Regions from separate parts of the Rattus norvegicus genome. Here region 2 is linked to region 1. The links are chromatin contacts, called in public Hi-C maps. All regions are on one chromosome and are shown on one strand. Each heading gives the region's core, a stretch centred on a gene start, on an enhancer-like site or on the middle of the called end of the contact. The rest is flanking DNA. Distances are from core to core; before and after follow the strand shown.

Region 1 (5,285 bases), core at 996-3,495:
GTCACCACGGGGGATCTCTAAGGTTTGTCATAATCAGGGAGAGTGGGTAAAAAGAAGAACCACACAACCATTTCAAGGCAGATTTAACCTCATGTGGCACATAAATATGATGTCCCTGACCTCACTGAACTGTACATGTAAATGGTTGAAATGACAAATTTGTTAAATGATGTGTGTGAGAGAAAGAGAATCGAGAGGGGGATAGGAGAGGGAGAGGGAGAGGGTGAAGGAGCTAAGAGGAGGGGGAGGGGAACAGAGAGGAGGAGGGGATCAGAGAAGGGGAGGGAAAAGAGAACAGAGAGGGAAAGAGAGAGGGGGAGGGAGAGGGAGAGGGAGAGGGAGAGGGAGAGGGAGAGGGAGAGGGAGAGGGAGAGGGAGAGGGAGAGGGAGAGGGAGAGGGAGAGGGAGAGGATCGAGTCTACTATGTAATGGTTGATAACTGTGCTGCACTATGGGGATGCTGCTCTGCACATTAAGCCAGGCTCTATGAGTCCTAAGTAAGCATCCATTCTTCAAGAATTAGCAAACCACACTTATCCACAGAAGTTTCTAGCTACAAGTGCTACAGAAGAAAACCTCAAAAGCACCATGTGAGAGTTGGGGATAGGGAGCATGCGGAAGCACAGCTTCCTCTGGGTAGTTCTGTGATGGATAGCATGGGGGGAACCAAGGACCAAGAAACCCTTACCTCCTGTCCCTGGAATTGCAAAGATCTGACATTCCCTCCATAAGGATGGGGGTGGGGCACAAGACCCCAGTGACCACTCACCAAAAGGTGATGGTGTTATTGTGTGTGTGTGTGGGGGGGTTTGTTATTGGAGAGTCCTCCACTTCGGTGTACACACTACCTACCGGCTTCCTAGGGGCTGCAGCAACTCTGCCTTCCGCCCCTCCCTGCAGACAGTAGCTACCTGAGAACCTTTAGCGCTGGCACAGAGCGACAGCGTGCCAAGAAATCGCTGGAGAGGATGGGGTAACCGTGTGGCTGAAGGTGTAGGAGCGCAGACTTGCCTGGCTCTCAGGTACCGAACTGTCTCAGCGGGATTAAAACTAAAACACAAGTTGGGCTTGAGTTGTCATCACATCTCCATTCAAAACACAAAGGGCAAAGTCAGTCTGCACTGGCTTGAGCAACGTCTGCTCACCTCTGTGCGCAGGCTGTTCGAATCTTCACAAGCGCCTGGCAAGCCAGGGCGGACTCAACTGGCTCTTGGAAGCTTCACAAGCGGCTGAGGCACTTGACTGGAGGCTGCAACCCTGGGCTGCAAGAGCAGCAGAAAGTCTCCCTCCATTTACCGCTCGCTACAAGTTCCCACTGTACCAACTACTTACCAATAGCGGCGACCAGCAGACGGACAGTACACACATGATCCCCATAAGCTGGATGGCCGTCTCCGTGGTGATCCGGCCCCACTGGGCGCTGGACTGCGAGGCGGCGGCTTTGGCCCGGCAGCGGGACACCAGGGCTTTGATGGTCGCCAGGTTGCAGGCAAAGGTCACCACCAGAGCCAGCAAGCCTAGACAGGCGAAGGCGGAGGCAAAGGCCACGCTGCCCGGCTCCCGCGCAGAGTCAGTCTCGTTGCCCGCCGGCCCGGTGCTGATGAAGCACCACGTGCCGGGCCACTGCACGCTGTAGCGGCCCACGCCCAGCACAGGCAGCAGCGCGAAGGCGAGCACAGACAGCCACACACCCAGCAGTACCGCGCGCGTGGCGCGAGTCTTCATGTGGCTGGCATACCAGTGCGGCGCACGGATAGCCAGGGCGCGCTCCACGGCCATGGCGCTGGCCACCAAGAGCGAGGACAGTCCGAACACTGTCATGGTCAGCCCGAAGAAGGTGCACAGGCGCCCCGATGGGTCGAGTTGCTCCCAGCGTCGCTGCGACAGGTACACGAGGATGACCACCGGACTGGTCAGGAGCTGCCCCACCAAGTCGGTGAGCGCCAGCCAGCCAATGCACAGCAGGAAAGACTTTTTGCGTTTGCTCTCCCGGCGTCTATAGCTGCGCGACACAAGCAACATGGCCAGCGCGTTGCCCACGAAGCCAGTGACCATCATGGTGATGGGGAAGGCCACGGACACAGAGCCGCAGCCGTCGGCAGCACTTGACTGGTTGCTGTGCGCTTCAACCGAGTGCTCCGGCGCCCACACGCCGGCCATAGTGGCGGGGCCGCGGTAGGGCGCACAGGGCCGGAGCCTCTGGGCTCAGCTGCGGGGTTGCAGCGGAGCGCGCTGGAGGACGGCGGGGCCCGGGGCTCTGCTCTCCATCGCCCGCCGCCGCCCGCGCTAGGCTGCGGGGACTGGACAGGCGTCGCCCGACGCCGCGCGAGGCTCCTCCCGCGCCTTGGAGCTCGAGGGGCGGTGCCGCGAGTGGGCAGGCAAAGGGCGGTGTCAGCCGGGATTACCTGGCGCCGCGCCCCCTAGGCTGCCTCTTCAACTCTGGGACTCTGTAAAGTGCTCAACAGCCTTTGGGTTACATGATACTGTAACATGTTACATGATACATGATAGGCGAAATCTGACATATTAGTATCTGCGTGAATCGCAATGCTGATTTCTTCTCATGTTTGGCTATCATTGAAGTTGATATATATATATATATATATATATATATATATATATATATATAATTTAGGAAATATATTTTTTACTTTATATATTTTTCTATATAGTATATAATTTAGATAGATAGATACCCACAGCTGGGAAAGAATAGAGATAAGCTTGTGTCTTGTCTTCCTCAAACTATTGCCTTATTTACTTTGGACTAATTCCAAACTCATATTGGTAAAGTATTTTTCTAGGATAATGTCAGTTTAAAAGTGCAAAACCAAAACCAAGTAAGCACACAGGTGAGAGCACATATCAAATTCACATTTTCACTGAGGCATTCCAGTGTAATGATATATTTAAATTTTAAGAGCATTTTGGAATTCATACATCAAAGAAAAATTCTTAGTTATATCAAAGAATTGTATATTTATTAACTGACTTATTTACATTATTGTCTCCCTCTCTATGTTCTACCCCAGTGTGTGTGTGTGTGTGTGTGTGTGTGTGTGTGTGTGTGTGTGTGTGTTATGTGAGTGTGAGTCTGAGCATATTTACATTGAGGTCAGACTTCAGCATCGGGTATCTTCCACTGTGACTCCCACCAGCCTGGTAAGGCCTCGCACACCCCAGCCCAGCAGCCAGCTTTATTTTACTCAGGTGTTGGGAATCCCAAATCAGGTCTTCCTTTGAGTGGCTAGCATTTCCCAGCGCCCTAACGCTTACTGAGAATGCCCACCATGAGAACTTGTGTTGACAAAGATGGTTAATCTCTTAACAAAGTTTCAGAAACCCTTCCCTTCTTGAGGCATTTTCCAGTCAGAGTTATCTACGTTTTAGCTGTTAAGCTTGCAAATAAGTAACTTGTAGGTTCTTCTGGTTGATTTCCTGTTGGTTCCTTTGCTATCTGCCTTAGTTCATCTGAAACAACACTCCCCTCTAGTGGCTAAAAGGCTAACATGCACTATTCTATATTAAAGAGTTTTTTGGTTTGGTTTTGTTTTGTTTTGTTTTGTTTCCTCCAAAAGGATGTCCCTACCCCCAACCCCTACCCCACCAGACCTCCCCACTCCCGGGGGGCCTCAAATCTTTTTCGAGGCATAAGTGCATCTTCTCTCACTGAATCAAGATCCGGCAGTCCTCTGCTGTACATGTTTTGGGGACCTCAGCTGCCTGGTTGGTGGCTTATTGTCTGAGAGATCTGTTCCTACAGGATCAACCTCCTCCTAAGCTTCTTCCAGCTTTCCCTCATTCAACCACAAGGGTTACCAGCTTCTGTCCATTGGTTGGGTTTAAATATCAGCTGCTGCTTGTTGGGCCTTTTGGAGGGTAGTCATGCTAGGCTCCTGTTTGTAAGCACACCACAGTATCAGTAATAGTGTCAGGCCTTGGAACTTCCCCTTGAGCTGGATCCCAATGTGTGCTGATCACTTCCTCTTCTCCATTTTTCACCTGCAGTTCTTTCAGACAGGAACAATTCTGGGTCAGAGTTTCTGACTGTGGAATGGCAACCCCATCCCTCCACTTGATGCCAGTCTTTCTACTGGAGGTGAACTCTACAAGTTCCCTCTCCCCACTGTAGGACATCTCATCTAAGGTCCTTCTCATTTCCTGGAGTTCACAAATTGGGCTGGAATAACTAGTCAGGGATCCTCAGGGATCCATGCCCCCATTGCTGGGATTACAAATCTAGATTACTAGATTAATCATTTCCACATAGGAATGAGCTTAGCCCTGTTCTTGCATCTCTGATTAACCAATAAACCAGTGGAGGCTGAAATCAAAGGAGCATATTTTCATATTTCAAAAACATCAAAGCTTATATTGTCACACCTTAAATTCTAAAATAATTTCAATAAGCAAATAATCTATCTCACCTGTATCTTGTTTTTAGATTCAACCACATTTTTATTTTTAACTAATGCATTTGAACTTATTTAAGACATTAAACTTCCCTAGGGACATAGCCTCAGATTCAGATCCACTGTTGCCATGTAAGAACCTATGGTTCTTTCTCATCCTTCGTCTTCAGTCATTCGGTGAGCACTCACTGGGCTCCTGGTCTATGAGACACTGTCTTAGTCTTAGAGATGCCAAGCAACATATCGAAGTCCCTAAACTTAACAGATTTATATTTCAACGTCAAACTCTTGATTTTCAGAAGCCCCACTGAGGGAAAGAGATGGATCTCAGAGGTCTTGTATTTCTAGAATGATTTGCTCTATAACTTAGTGAAACTTATTTCCTACAACTTAGTGAAAATTATACATTGTTGAAATTTTTTGTGGACACTTGACTGCCCTCCTGGACAATTCCTGAAGTACAGGTCTGTTGCTATCTCTGAGTCTTTCACTCTCTCATGCCTGCTTTATTCTGTGTTCACTGCAGATGGACCTCCTCTGTGCTTCTGTAATTTGCTGGTTAGTCAGTGATGGCACCACCCTCTGGTAAGGGTGCTTCATTCCGTTTCCTGCTGTGTCCTGTCCTGAATTGCCAGTTGAGTAGGCACTCCTTTAGACGCATCTGTACTGTAGACATATTCAATTCAACAATTATATGATCTCTGTCTGCTCAGTACTTGTTTCTTTTCTGAGGGGTCTCTACACTTTGGGCCGAGTTCAGCTGTGAGATATGGATTAGAATGGGCTCTTTTGCATCTCTAACGTGGGCCTAGGTGTGAGACTCTTGTTAAATGTGTGTCTCTCCAAGCCTGATTGCAATAACTAGCACCTTTT
Region 2 (5,285 bases), core at 757-3,256, 60 kb before region 1:
TAGCAGGCACTCTCCCCTTCCTTGTATAAGAGCACATTACTAGCTAGATACCAACTAATACATTGCATTCCCTGCTCTCTCTGTTAGAGGTAGCCATGTGATGAAATTCTGGACAATCGTATGTAAGCAGAAGAAATGAGACTTCTGTATAGTCTTAAGAAGGAGATGTACACTTTTCTTTACTTCCTCTTCCCCAGCAGAAAGTAGACTGATGGCTGACACTCACTCAGTTGTATTGAACCATGAGGCAAGGAATGAGAAGGGATGGCCAGCTCAGCCCTGGGCCACCTGCACAGCATTTATTTACATATCAGGGAAATATATCCTTTCAGCCATTCTTTTCTTTCTACTCTTACTTTTATAAATCTGTAGAGAAGTTTTGCTTATAGAATTGTGAGTTTTAAGAATAGTGTGTGTTGGACCCTATTTTAGACTGTAAAATTATCATTGGCAATGAGCAGCTGGCTAATATAATTATCTTTTTTAAACAATGAAAAATTATTAGCTAATTTAGAAAAAAAACTACTTGACTGAAATATGTGACAATGATTGAAATCTAAAAGTGAGACATAACACATTTCCTACAACCCAGAATCAAACGCCCAGGCATCTCACAGGACAGCATTCATTTTGTAGCACTGAATAATTATGAACTGGCATTAGAATGCTGTAGGCCTACAAAGCATTGAAGGACCTTCTGTTGCTAGTGAATGGACCTGGATTACTGAAATCAACATTCATGGGCCCCATCCACAGATAGTCAACAGAGAGCTGATGAGAACATATATCTTTATCCCTGAAGAGTTTGCAGGATAGCAAATAAAATGTAGCAGAATAAAATACGATGTGATTTCCCCTCCACAGACAGTGAAGGTATGAAAAAAAATCTGTCTCAAAGAGAAATAGAACATTGCAGTCTATTGCAGTCTATGATAGAGAACTCCGGTTGATTTCCGGGGCTCCCTTCCAACTGCCTTGTGATTACTTTAATCATGACAGCCACCTGACTTAAACTGTCCTTAACACCCTCTATCTACCCACTCATATACATAAAGATACATACACAGACAAGCAAACACAGACACATACACGGGCACACACAGAGATACATACAGACACACACATGCACACACAGGCATATATATGCAAAGGCACATAGGTATTCACACAGACATACAGAGGCACATATACAGATACACATAGTCAAGTGAACATACACAAAGAGACACACAGATGCATATAGACACATATACAGACACCAAGGTGCACATGCATGTGTACACACACACACACACACACACACACACACACACACACACACATACACACGCGCGCCCCTCTCCTTGACTTGGGGATCTCTATTGCCCATCTGGCTGCAGAAATCTATGGACACACCTTACTGCAAGGTCTCAAAGTATGCCCTCTTCTCCATACTGTAGTCCAGTAGAAACCAGAAAAGAGGAGAGCCTTCCATAAGCGAAGGAACTTGCTTCATTTTTTCACCAGTTTCTTGTTAGAACTCAGATACTGAAGGAATAATTTAAAAGTTCACCCTGTATAGTGGATTAGCTTTGCTTATTCTATTAGCAAAGGCATATAAGAGGTCCCCTATAATTAAATCTTTTCCTCTCCTAACACTGAATGTGAATCTTAGCTCTGAATATACTTTTTCTTCCCCCAAACCAGATATTCTTTAAGAATTTCACTCTTCCTTTCTTCATAGTAGAACAAACATCTTGAATTTGCTTGGTTTCTGGTATCATTACTGTACCTTTGTCTTTCTCCTGTTAACCTCCCCTCACCATCTGTCAGGGACAAAGGATGTCTGCTATATAAAGTAATGTGTCGGCAGAGGATGTTGAAGACTACGTGGTGGTTGAAGAGCCAGGCGACTCCTGTGTTATACCTGTTTTTTGAAGAATCCACATTTTGTGCAGTTAGGCTACGGCAGCAGTCATGTGTCTGTGACTCAGCACCTATGAACGGTCAAAGGTAAGGAGTACAGGAAGACCTGTGGCTCTGAGAACTAGAAGGCCTGTTCAGGTGGCTTCCGGGCTTTGCAGCCTGTATGCTCTGCAGAGCAATAAGAGGGAGAAAGAATGAAGCCCAGTATGAACTGGATCTGTGAATAAAGGACTAAGACCGGGAGTCACTATGAATGGAAACAGGAAATACCCCGGAAGTGTCTGCCTATCTCAGCCTTGCCACGCGGGTGGTTTCATAAAAGGTTCCAGGAAGGGAAATGATTTCTCAGCCTCCGACTTCACACCTGGACCACTGAGTGGGTGAGGCGTAGGGGTATCGAGTCCAGGGCTCAGTGGACAGTGTGAATGAAGCCAAGGCTCCGGCTCGCTCGCCACAGCCGCCCCTGTCTTCTGGTCTGGGTGCGCTCCTCTCAGCTATCTGCTTCCCAGCTAAGGCTCTTTTAGGAACACACAGTCTGGACAGGAACGTTCTCCCCTCACCTTACCTCTGAAATGTGACGTGAGGGTGTGAGCACGGCTGTGCTCAGTGAGCTGAATGCATTCGATCTAAACTTCTGTCACTGATGATGCTGTGAGCAGGACTTTAAAAAGTTCTGGGATACAGCCACGCCATGTGGAGTCACTACTTGCTGAACTGGAACAGGACCCTTCCTAGTACTATAGTAACTTTGTGAACTCTATTATTTTTTCTGCCAGACTCCCCAGATACTCGTGTACTTATTGATGTGTAACAGTGTTCTTTTATTCAGTGAATTTTTCTACAGATGCTAAGAATTTCTTCTACTTTACAGCCTTCATGAATATAGCTGGGGTTGTGGGGAGGAGAGGAAACAAGCCAGGTCAGACCACCAAACTTAAAGGTGTGGTTCGTTATTTGAGAGGTTAGAGGGAGGTGGGTGAGAGGCAGGTCCAGCGGTGGAGTACACGCGGGAGTAGTAAGAAACCATCACAGATGTAACTGAGCACGGAGGGGAGAGCCACTGACTCTGAATTCGGCTGAAGGAAAAAGCTAGCAGTCTAAGCATTGAAGTCTAAGGACTTCATGAAAAAGGAGGAAGTCTCCAGTTAAGGGGAACATGTAAACTAAGGAACTTGAAACTGAGCTGTGAACATCCAGTTTGCCAGCATTCCAGAGAGGCTGAGACCCTAGCTTCTGGACACCAGGAACAGGAGATTAAGCCTAACTCCTGCTAGCTTTGGATAAAGTAAAACAGTTCAGTTTGGGGCATAGTGGACATACCAAAGGCTTTTGGGGGAACTACAGTCTTTGCTTTCCAAATGAGAAAACGAGGGCTTAGTGGGAAGAGACAAATGGGGAGAGGGTGTCTGAGCAGATTCTGACTCAAACACTGCTCTCAGTGTTACTTTCCTTTATAGCCTATTTATTTTAATAGGCAAGTAACACTTTTATATATTTATAGTACATTCAGCGGGTTGATATATTACCCCTCCTTTTAATTTATTTCTCTGTAAAAATTGTTCTGATAAAACAAAATTGCAGATGTCTAAATGACTCAATAACTATGAGTTCTGTGACCATAAGTGATTAGCATATTGCTATTTTGCTATTATCATAGGCCACAATTTACTAATATCACTCCTGAAATTACCATGAAGGCATGTCTACAGGTGCATTGGTGTTATTTAGTGTGAATGTTGGTCGTAAGGGATCAGGGTCTTACTGTGCACCCTACAAATATTATCTCATTTCCTTTGGATACCTGGGGAAATATATCTATTCTCATCTCTAACTTATAGACAGGAGCAGACACCTGCCCAATTGCACTGCTTATATAGTCAAGAACCAGGCTTCATAGCTTCCGTACCCAATGCTATAAATGCTGCTGGGGAAAATCAGCAGCAACTTTTTACAGATGTGCACCCTGTAGCTAAAACAATGACTTCCCTGGCAAGATGTGCCCAGGGGTGCACAAATATCATGGGAGTAAACAAATACATTCTGAACAGATTTAAGGCCCTCTCTGCAGAAACTGTAAATCTGCCCAAGAACCCATTTCTCAGGAGCTCACAGGCCCCAGGGATGAATCAGTATTATTATTCTGCTAAACAGACCTAACATCAAATTGCCCTTCAAATTCTTACCTCCTTACCCATAGATTAGTACAAACATCATCAGTGGAGTTTGTGCAGTGGATGGTGGTTAAGACAGAAACTCACAACTCTAAGTGCACAGAATCGGTGTCTATGGAATGCTGAACTACAAACTGAACATCTATACATACACTCCTCCAAGGCTCAGGGACCATCAGGGAAAAGAGAGCAGAGAGATTATAAGAGTCAGAAGCAATGTCCTCATGAACTCCCAGCAGCTGCAGTTGCCTGCACAAGACTTGTAGAAGGTCAACCTGGTGAACATCCTGTTGTGTACTGGAAAGTGGTTCTTGAGTCCACATTTGTATTGGACAGTGTATATGTACACATGTGACATGAAGTCTGGTAGAAGTGAAAAGGTGATTGGTTAATCAAGGAGTTAGAGGGAGTGAGGGTATTATGATCAAAATACATTGTGAAATCCTGAAAGAATTAATAACAAGTAGTATATTTATTTATTTAAAAAAGAACTTCCTTGATCAAGGAGATACAAATGGGAAAGAAAGAAGTCAAAGTCACTATTTGCTGATAACATGATAGTATCTATAAGTGACCCCCAAAAATTCTATTAGAGAACTCCTACAGCTGATAAACACCCTCAGTGAAGGGCTGGATAGAAAATTAACTCAAAGAAATCAGTAGTCCTCCTTTATATGATGACAAATGGTTAAGAAAGAAATTAGGGAAATAACATACTTTACAATAGCCATGAATAATACGAAATATTTTGGTATAACTCTAACCAAGTAAGTGAAAGATCTGTATGACAAGAAGTTCAAGTCCGTGAAGGAAGAAATTGAAGAAGATATCGGAAGATGGAAAGATCTCCCATGCTCATGGATAGATAGGATTAACACAGTGAGAATGGCCATCTTACTAAAAGCAATCTTCAGATTCAAGGCAATCTCCATCAAGATTCTACCACAAGTTTTTATATACCTTGAAAGAGTATTTCTCAACTTCATATGTAAAAACAAAAAACCCGGGATAGCCAAAATAATCCTGAACAATAAAAGAACTTCAGGAGGAATCGCCATCCCTGACCTTAAGTGGTATTACAGAGCAATAGATAAAAATTGTATGGTATTGGTACAGAAACAGACATGTTCCTCAATGGAATCAAATAGAAGACCTAGAAATAAACACACACACACACACACACACACACACACACACACACACACACAC

Evidence for each region. A called contact is a pair of places that touch in the nucleus more often than the background predicts.
Region 2: a contact with region 1 is called in a Hi-C map of kidney, with 4 times the contacts expected there. The contact joins the enhancer-like site here to the promoter of Ptger3 in region 1. A contact is called at or near these places in 4 of 12 Hi-C or Micro-C datasets (the A7r5 cell line, the Rat2 cell line, kidney and 1 more).

Annotation. Positions count from the first base shown.
Region 1 is chr2:249,262,042-249,267,326 of GRCr8, reverse strand. Ptger3 (prostaglandin E receptor 3) reads right to left here and starts at 2,245. Exons shown (of 3, transcript NM_012704.1): 1 at 1,333-2,245. The coding sequence starts at 2,160.
Region 2 is chr2:249,322,067-249,327,351 of GRCr8, reverse strand. The region is part of intron 2 of Ptger3 (prostaglandin E receptor 3); the gene reads right to left. Among named protein-coding and RNA genes, the nearest start is that of Ptger3, 60 kb to the right of the region's middle. Within about 2 kb of position 2,006, at least 4 of the 93 cell types and tissues checked have an H3K27ac peak or open chromatin away from gene starts, as enhancers often do. A contact at or near this core is called in kidney and liver, where this site is marked.